Regions from separate parts of the Bos taurus genome. Here region 1 is linked to region 2. Evidence: chromatin contacts called from public Hi-C data. All regions are on one chromosome and are shown on one strand. Each heading gives the region's core, a stretch centred on a gene start, on an enhancer-like site or on the middle of the called end of the contact. The rest is flanking DNA. Distances are from core to core; before and after follow the strand shown. Region 1 has its middle 77 kb from the start of TRNAG-UCC. Region 2 overlaps ITPR2 (inositol 1,4,5-trisphosphate receptor type 2).

What was found. Hi-C and Micro-C count contacts between places; a contact is called where the count stands out from the background.
Region 1: a Hi-C map of liver shows a contact between it and region 2, with 2.2 times the contacts expected there. The contact joins two enhancer-like sites. A contact is called at or near these places in 2 of 11 Hi-C or Micro-C datasets (liver and skeletal muscle).

What each region holds. Positions count from the first base shown.
Region 1 is chr5:83,594,686-83,598,746 of ARS-UCD2.0, forward strand. No RefSeq gene overlaps it. Among named protein-coding and RNA genes, the nearest start is that of TRNAG-UCC, 77 kb to the left of the region's middle. Within about 2 kb of position 1,921, at least 6 of the 102 cell types and tissues checked have an H3K27ac peak or open chromatin away from gene starts, as enhancers often do. A contact at or near this core is called in liver, where this site is marked.
Region 2 is chr5:83,489,999-83,494,156 of ARS-UCD2.0, forward strand. ITPR2 (inositol 1,4,5-trisphosphate receptor type 2) reads left to right here. Exons shown (of 58, transcript NM_174369.2): 53 at 4,135-4,158. Among named protein-coding and RNA genes, the nearest start is that of TRNAG-UCC, 28 kb to the right of the region's middle. Within about 2 kb of position 1,738, at least 14 of the 102 cell types and tissues checked have an H3K27ac peak or open chromatin away from gene starts, as enhancers often do. A contact at or near this core is called in liver, where this site is marked.

The DNA of each region.
Region 1 (4,061 bases), core at 671-3,170, 100 kb after region 2:
TGATCCTATGTGCAAGGCAGTAAAGCAAACACAGACATAAAGAACAGACTTTTAGACACAATGGGGGAAGGAGAGAGTGGGATGATTTGAGAGAATAGCATTGAAACACATGCATTACCAGACATAAAATAGATAGCCAGTGGGAGTTTACTGTGTGACACAGGAAACCCCAAGCCAGTGCTCTGCGACAACCTAGATGAGTGGGAGGGGGAAGGAGATGGAAGGGGCCTACAAGAGGAAGAGGACATACGTATACCTATGGCCGATTCATGTCAATGTATGGCAAAAATCATCACAATAGTATAAAGCAATTATCCTACAATTAAAAATAAAATATTAAAAAAATAATTTAAATAAAATAAAAATTAAAAAAAAATTTGCTTAGGAAAGACACATGTTCACTGTGGCCCTAAGCAAGCTATCCCAAGCTAGATATCAAGAATTCTGAGCTCTACTACCCCTGCCTCTCAGCTTTGGTAAAAGGAATTAAGAATGACTGTGTTACTTCAGAATATTATCTTGGAAGCTCTATGCGTGATGGAATTTTACTGTCCCATAAATTGCCTATTTTCTTCCCAGTATGAATTATGATGGATACAGCTTTCTCCTCAAAGGAAGATGTGCCGTTTGAAAAGTTTTGTTCCCACACAGGGCGCATCACAGTGAGATTACCATCCAGTCAACTATGGAATTGTGACTCAGGACGCTCATGTAGACTTGATGCTTAAGAAGTTAACTGCATGATTCCCAGCTGTTAGGGCCCCTGACCAAGGCTGTTTGCTTAACTTTAAAAGAAAGCTTTCCTTTGGAACATACTTCCTAGTGAGCAGGATCAAGTGTTGCTTAATAGATATTAAATATATACAGAGTAAACCCCAGGCTTAGGCAGGGCAATTAGCCTAGGCAAACTCACTGTTCAGTTTTGGTCAGCAAACCAGAATTTTAGGGCAGAGTCAGGTCTGGAAGCCACGTGCATTGAGGATCTATGAAACCACCCACAGAGTCATCATTCTTCCAGGCTCAGGCTTCTCAAATAAAAATCCCACTCTGTTCCCTGGCCGGAGAGCCTCCAGGGCTGGTATTGCTCAAGTCTTAGTTCACAGACATGTCACTGTATTCATTCGCTCCATACGTATGTGTGCAGGTTGGCCTCATACACGAGAGTCCCAGTTAACAGAAACTTGATGTTTATGGCAAAAAGAACACATGTTCATTGTGAAAATTTGGAGCTTCAGGAAACATCATGAATAAAAAAAGGATTCACAATTCTAAGGCCCAGAAACTGAACACTTAACAGTTCAGTGTATATCCTTCCAGCTGTTTATTATATGCATGGGAGTATATATAGTTTTAAATAAGTTAGATTATTCTCACCTTGTTTTATAATCCTTTTCTACTTACTATTGTGGACATTTTCCCACATCTGCTAGGAAATTATTAATTGTTCTGCTATAGTGATTTTTTTCAATAGCTGTCCACTATTCCGAAATACAGAGGTCCTATATTTTACTTATTAATGCTTTGCAGTTTAACATTTAGATAATTTCCAGTTCTCCATCATTAAAGACAATGCTACGATGAACACTGTTGAACATTAATGTTTGTATATAATACTGATGATTTTCTAAGAATAAATATCATTGAGGGAAAATCGTATGTTCAAAATACGTGAAGTTTTGGCCAGCGTATACTCCCTCCCACAGAATAGGGAAGGGTCACCTTTCCAGAGCTGGCTTTTAGAATGAGGCTCCTCTGGGAGTCCCTCTTAGGATCCTCCTAACAGATATAACCTGCACCCCTAGAAGCTGCCCCAGGGCAGTTGTGTGCAAAAGGCTCTCTCTCGCGTCAGGGCCTTCTGGGCCACATTTACTCATCTCTGCAGCCGGGCCAGCCGAAGCATGTGGAGGTCAGGTGATGTGCGTGGGGTCATGCAGCCAGCGGTGACTCAGCCAAAACCGTTCCAGCTCCTGAACCTTGCTCCGATCACAAGGTTGAGAGCACTCGTTTCCCTGAGGCCCATTATTCCCAAATAATTAAAAGGCCGCTTGCCTTTGAGTTGGTGGATATTCAGTTTTGAAATGACTGATTCAGCCCCATGACTTTGCTAATTGGTGACACTAAATGCTGTACAATCCTGTTTTCCTCGTCGTTTTTGGAACCAGTCAGAGAATGATTTGTAGAGTTCTCCCTCTGCGACAGAATTTGCAATCTAACTGTGTCTGGGTGGCTCCAAGTGTCCACCTGAGCCTCTCAGAGACATAACTGCTGAACTGGATCAAAACAAAAATTCTGATTCATTATGACTCATACATAAAACCCAAGCTGCCTGGTAAGGCACCAGAACATCCTTATCAACAGAAGAAAAACTCTGGTGACACAGATTGGCCCTAAGATGAAGGCCAATTGCCTACATGATCCTCCACCCATTAAAGTGAATTCAATTCAGGTGACCCATCGCCAGCAAACCTAGTAAGACTAAGAATTCACAGGCGATTAGACCAGTATGGGAAATGACTGCATCTGATGCAAGCTGGTTCTTTGCTTTCATTGGTTTGCCATCCCTGGATTACTCCCTGAAATGATGCCTATGAATTCAGGGTTCTCCATGGTCACTGTACTTTGTTCTGACACTTAGCCATAGACAGGGGGTGTCAAAGCCCAGATGTTCCCCGAGTTGTGGACACCAACTGCACAAGGGTAAGAGAAAGTGAAAAAATACTGATTTAATATTTATAGTAGATATAAGCCTATTCAGATTGTCTGTTTCTTCTTGTGTGTTTTGGTATATTGTAAAGTTCAAGGAATTGTTCCATTTCACCTAGGTTATCAAACTTGTGGTCATAGTATTGTTCATGGTGTTCTTTTTTTTCCCCATGGTATTCCTTAATTAACCCTTTTAAGGTCCATGAGATCATGATGACATCCTTTTTTTCATTTCTGTGATGAGTAATGTGTGTCTTCTACAAATTGGAGTCTAGCTACAAGGTTATTGATTTTAGTAATCTTTGCAAAGAACCAGCTTTTGATTTCATTGTTTTTCTTTATGGATTCCCCCTTTTCAATTTCATTGGTTTTTGCTTCACTCTTGACCATTTCTTTTCTTCTGTTTCTTTGGATTTAATTTTCTCTTTCCCTAGCTTCTTAAGATAGAATCCTAGATGGTTGATTTTATATATTTCTTCTTTACCATGAATAAATATTCATATTATACTGTTATTTTACATCTTATATAATTAAATATTTCTTTTTTGCTATATTTTTCATTCAATGCTATAAATTTCACTCTAAGTAGCACTTTCACTACCTCCCACAAATTTTGATAAATTGAGGTTTCACTTTCATTTAGTTAAAAATATTTTAAAAATCCCATTGAGAACCCTTCTTTCACCCATGTGTTGTTCAGAAATGTGTTGTTTAATCATTTGGGAGTATTTTGGGGTTTTCAGTTATTTTTCAGTTATTGATTTCTAGTTTTAATTCTGTTGCGGTCTGAGAACAGACTTGTATGATTTCTAATCCTGTAAATTTGTTAAGGTGTGGCTTCTGGCCCAGAATGTAGTCTATCTTAGACAATGTTGCATGTGACCTTGAGAAGAATGTGTGTTCTGCTGTCATTGGATGAAGTACTCTACAGTTCAGTTCAGCTCAGTAGCTCAGTCGGGTCTGACTCTTTGTGGCCCCATGGACTGCCACATGACAGGCTTCCCTGTCTATCACCAACTCCCAGAGCTTGCTGAATACTTAATATTGTGCTCATCCACTTAAAAACAAATTTATCATAAGTTGTATATTAGTAGTCATATATAAGTATACAATTTGATAACTTTTCATAAATATATACACCATGTAACAACCTGCCCAGTCAGAAAATTCACTTGTGCTACTTTGCAATCTCCTCTCCCCTCCTCATGACTCTCTGACAATCACTGATGTGATTTCTACCACCATATATCAATCTTGCCAATTCTACAACTTCATAGAAATGGAATCAGACAGTATGTAATCTTTTGTACCTGGATGATGTCACATTCTGAAGGAGATCAGCCCTGGGATTTCTTTGG
Region 2 (4,158 bases), core at 488-2,987:
CATCATAGCTCTCTTGTCCTCTCTAGCCTTTTAAAATGTTTTCTCATTTTCATATCCCATAAACAAAGATCCTCTTAGATTCTTCCCTTGTCTTCATCAAAACACAAGCATCCAATTCCTCCTCCCTAAGTTTCTGTTTCTGTGTTTAATGAGACCATCCTTTCCCAAGTGACCGCTGCCTGGAAGCTTCAGTCTGGTGCTTAACGTTGCCATCTCCTTCCTATCGAGTCCCCCTAGTTCCTGTTCTTTCATCCTTTTTATTCTCACAGCCATTACTCTAATTCAGACTCATAGCACTTCATGCCTGAATTATTGCAACTGCCTCCTAAGTGGTCTTCCTACATCTAGTCATTCTCTCCTCTTCAGTTCACCCACTATATCACTGCTAAGACCACTTGTCAGAAATCACTGCTTTGAATAGTTTCTCCCCTACCCCAACTTAAGATCGCCACAATCCTCCATTGCCTGCCAGCTAAAATCCAAACTCCTTAGAGCTTTCAGAGAGCTCCCAGTTTATCTCCAGCCATATCTTACACTCCTCTACATACTGCTATTCATCTTTAAGCAAAATTTTTTTTTTAACTCTGGGGCTCTCTGTCCATGCCTTGTGAAATGCCAATCTCCTGCTGTCTTACTCTATTGAATAGTCACGGCAAACTCAGTATCTGCATTAATTAAAAGGGCTCCCCTCTCATTATCCTTATTATTAAAAGTTCTCTCTCTGTTTTGATCTCTTTGTGCCACTCGTGTGGCTTTTATCATGTGTTAATTTGTCTGGTTATTTAAGTCCATGTTTTATCTCATACTATTTTGCCGACTAGATGGTGAATCACCTTCCTTCTGTATGAAATTCTCCAGTGCCTCCTCATAGCTTTCTGTATAAAGTTTAAACTCTTCACCTGGGTGTATGATTCTTGCAATAATCTGGCCCCTACCTGCTTCTCTTCTTACAGCTCCCATATTCATCTGTATACCCCAGAGGCCCAGCCATTCCTGGTCTACTATGTTTTTTGGGGGGTGGGCTGCACTAGCAGCATGTTAATCTTAGTTCTGCAATCAGGAATAGAAACCACATCCCTTCCATTGACCGTACGGAGTCTTAACCACTGAACCACTAGGGAAGTCCCAAAGCCCAGCCATCCCAATCCATGTGTCATTCCGCAAACACTCCAGATACTTTCATGCCTGTTTGCCTTTGCTCATCCCATTTTATGTGCCTGGTATGTCTTCATTCATCTTATTGACGAAGGATGCCCCTCTTTCAGTAGTCAACCCAGGTGCCACCTTCTCTAGGATGCTGTCCATGACGCCCCAGCCCATGAGATGCATATCTATCCTGCTTCCTTGGTACCCAGGCCTTGCCTTTGTTCGTATGCTGACCTGTGTTTCCTAGAGGACCATGAGTTTCCTGGGGGTTGCAACACTTTCATCTTCTCACCTATATTTCCAGTGCCTAGCCCAGGGGCTCTTGATGAAGTGAAATGAGGCAGGCTTGGCATGGGGAAAGCCAGCTGGTTATGTAGGTAAGTGTCCACCAGGTGGCATTTACTTAGGTGAGTTCACCATGACTCAGGGCCTGGCTCTCAGCCTGAATGCCCGGGAGCTTGGCTCAACAAATCGTGAATAGATCCATCTCATAAAGGTAGAAACTTATTATCCACACTCACAGAGCCTGCTATGTGAAATCAGCATGCTTATGCACTAGTTATGAAGTGAGTGGACTGGGCTTTTGCTGGCATTGACCCTGACCTGGGCACTCTGCCTTTGTTTGCATGTCACACAGGAAGCCAGTTCTCCTCATGTGTTGGCGGCCAATCTATTTTACTTCACAATGGCTAATCACGTGAGTTGCGTGTGGATTGTACTGGCTCGCCTCCCAAAGAACAAACAACCTCACTTCTCAATTATTGGGGAGAAATGGGCGCACTTTCCTGTAGCTTCTGTGAACTGATTAACCCACATGTAATAAGTCTTTAGTAAACACTGGTGTCGTATGATCAGGCAGTTGCTGATTAGATAAATAAAAGCCACTAGATAGAAAATTATTTGAAAGTCTAACCGTGGCAAAGTAGCATAAGACATACTACACAAGATGGCACTGCTGGAAAACCATATTTCTCTTCAAAATTTCCTTTACCTCTTTTACATGTTTCTAACTTTTCTTCACATGCCTCTTGCCATCACCACCACCAGGCACTGGGACCTAGCCAAGCACTTTGCACACTGAGCTTTCTCTCTGTCTTCTCTGCCTTGCTTGTCTCTTCTGCTGCTCTGACGGCTGTCACCACAAGCTTCCCCTCCTCCACATCTATTCTGTCTCCAAAAGCAGTTTCATTTCTTCCACTTTCTAAGTCAGAATATGCCTTGATGCTCACCTCTGAGGTTCACGGTCCAGCGCAGGCTCTGCCAGTATCTTCAATGCCACATTTAGTGCTTGCCCACCTCTGACTTCCGCCCTTCTCTCAAGGTGTATGTTCTGCTTTTTTTATTTTTATTTTTTGCTGTTCAAAGCAAATTTATTTATTGTTCCTAATCAACACTATTAATAAATCCGGGATTCTGTATGTTATGGATTTTTCTTAACCACTAGATAGGTCAGAATTAGAATAAATGGTGAGCAGTGGGGTATGAAAACGTTTGATTTTTCAAGGGAGTCATATTTTTCCATCAGTTCCACTTCAGAATATTTTACTATGTATTTTTCCCCTCATCTTTCTGATTTTGAATTTCACTATGTAACTGATTTTAAAAAACAAACGAACTGGTATTCCACTATGGAGAACAGTATGGAGGTTCCTTAAAAAACTAGGAATAAAACTATCATATGACCCAGCAATCCTGCTACTGGGCATATACCCTGAGATGTATGTTTTAGAAAGAAACAACTCTGAGTAAAGGGAAAATACCAGATCCGCCATCCATGTGATGTTAAAGTCAGCTTACAAGAAGAAAGCCAGCCTTTCATAACAAAGTACCAAAGAAACTATAATGGATCATGTACACAAAATTAGAAGGATTCTTTTCCCTTTGGTAGTGGTGATTTTTACACTCACACCATAACATGCAGACTGGCTACATAATTCCAAAATTCAGCACCATTATGGTTTTTTAATCTAACGAGAAAAATACATTTCTTCTCACTTCTCAATTTAAGACATCTTGATTCTAATTCCCAACTTGGTGTGAACTTTTTATAATTTTAAATGACTGAGAGATTACTACCAATTTTAGTAATTTTATCTTAAAAAAAATAAAACTAGAAATTTTTCTGTCACATAGTAATTTTTTTCCTCTCTCTATTTGTCCCTGAATATTTTCACATCTGGAGGAGGACTTGGCAACCCACTCCCGTATTCATACCTGAAGAGTCCCATGGACAGAGGAGCCTGGCGGGCTATGGTCTCCATAGAGTCACAAAGAGTCAGACACGTCTGAAGTGACTTAGCATGCACATGTTCGCATAAACACATTCACATAAAGTAAATTATTCACATGAAACAAATTGTTCACATCAATGCATTGTAGCACTGTGCTAGTCATTCAGAAAGTGTAGTCACTTACCAAAGAAATGAAATAATATCTGCCCTCAACTTGCAAGCACTTACTATGCGTATGCCAATCTCTGTGCCAAGTCTTTTACATACCTTAAATAAAATCCTTAAACAACCCTCCAAAGAGTTTAATCCTTAAACAGATTTCCCCATTTTACAGATGAGTACACTGAGGTTAATAACTTGCCCAAGTCCCAGTTCTGGAACAGAGTAGAGTTTGAAGCTGGGCTCGCCTAGCTTTCTTTTACACATTCTTTCCCCTGGGTGAGTTGATTGTTTTCAGAAGGTTTTATGGAACTCCCCCCACACCACGACAATGCCCAATGAATAGTAACTTTCTTATATTTCATCCTTTTCATTCTGTCATTTTCCACAGATGGAAGAAAAAGTGATTTGGGGATATTACACATGTGGCTTTATCAGTCTATGTCAGTCTTGGGATGCCATATAGAATGTGTATTATTAATATATGACTTCAAGAAAGTGTGTCCTGGCACAGTTATGAAGAAATAGATCTTTAGATGTCAAAAAGAGTGTTTAAAGACGTGAGTTTGCTGTACAGTTTGACTTTGTGTTTTTATAGCTGATGAGGAATATGAAGATGGGA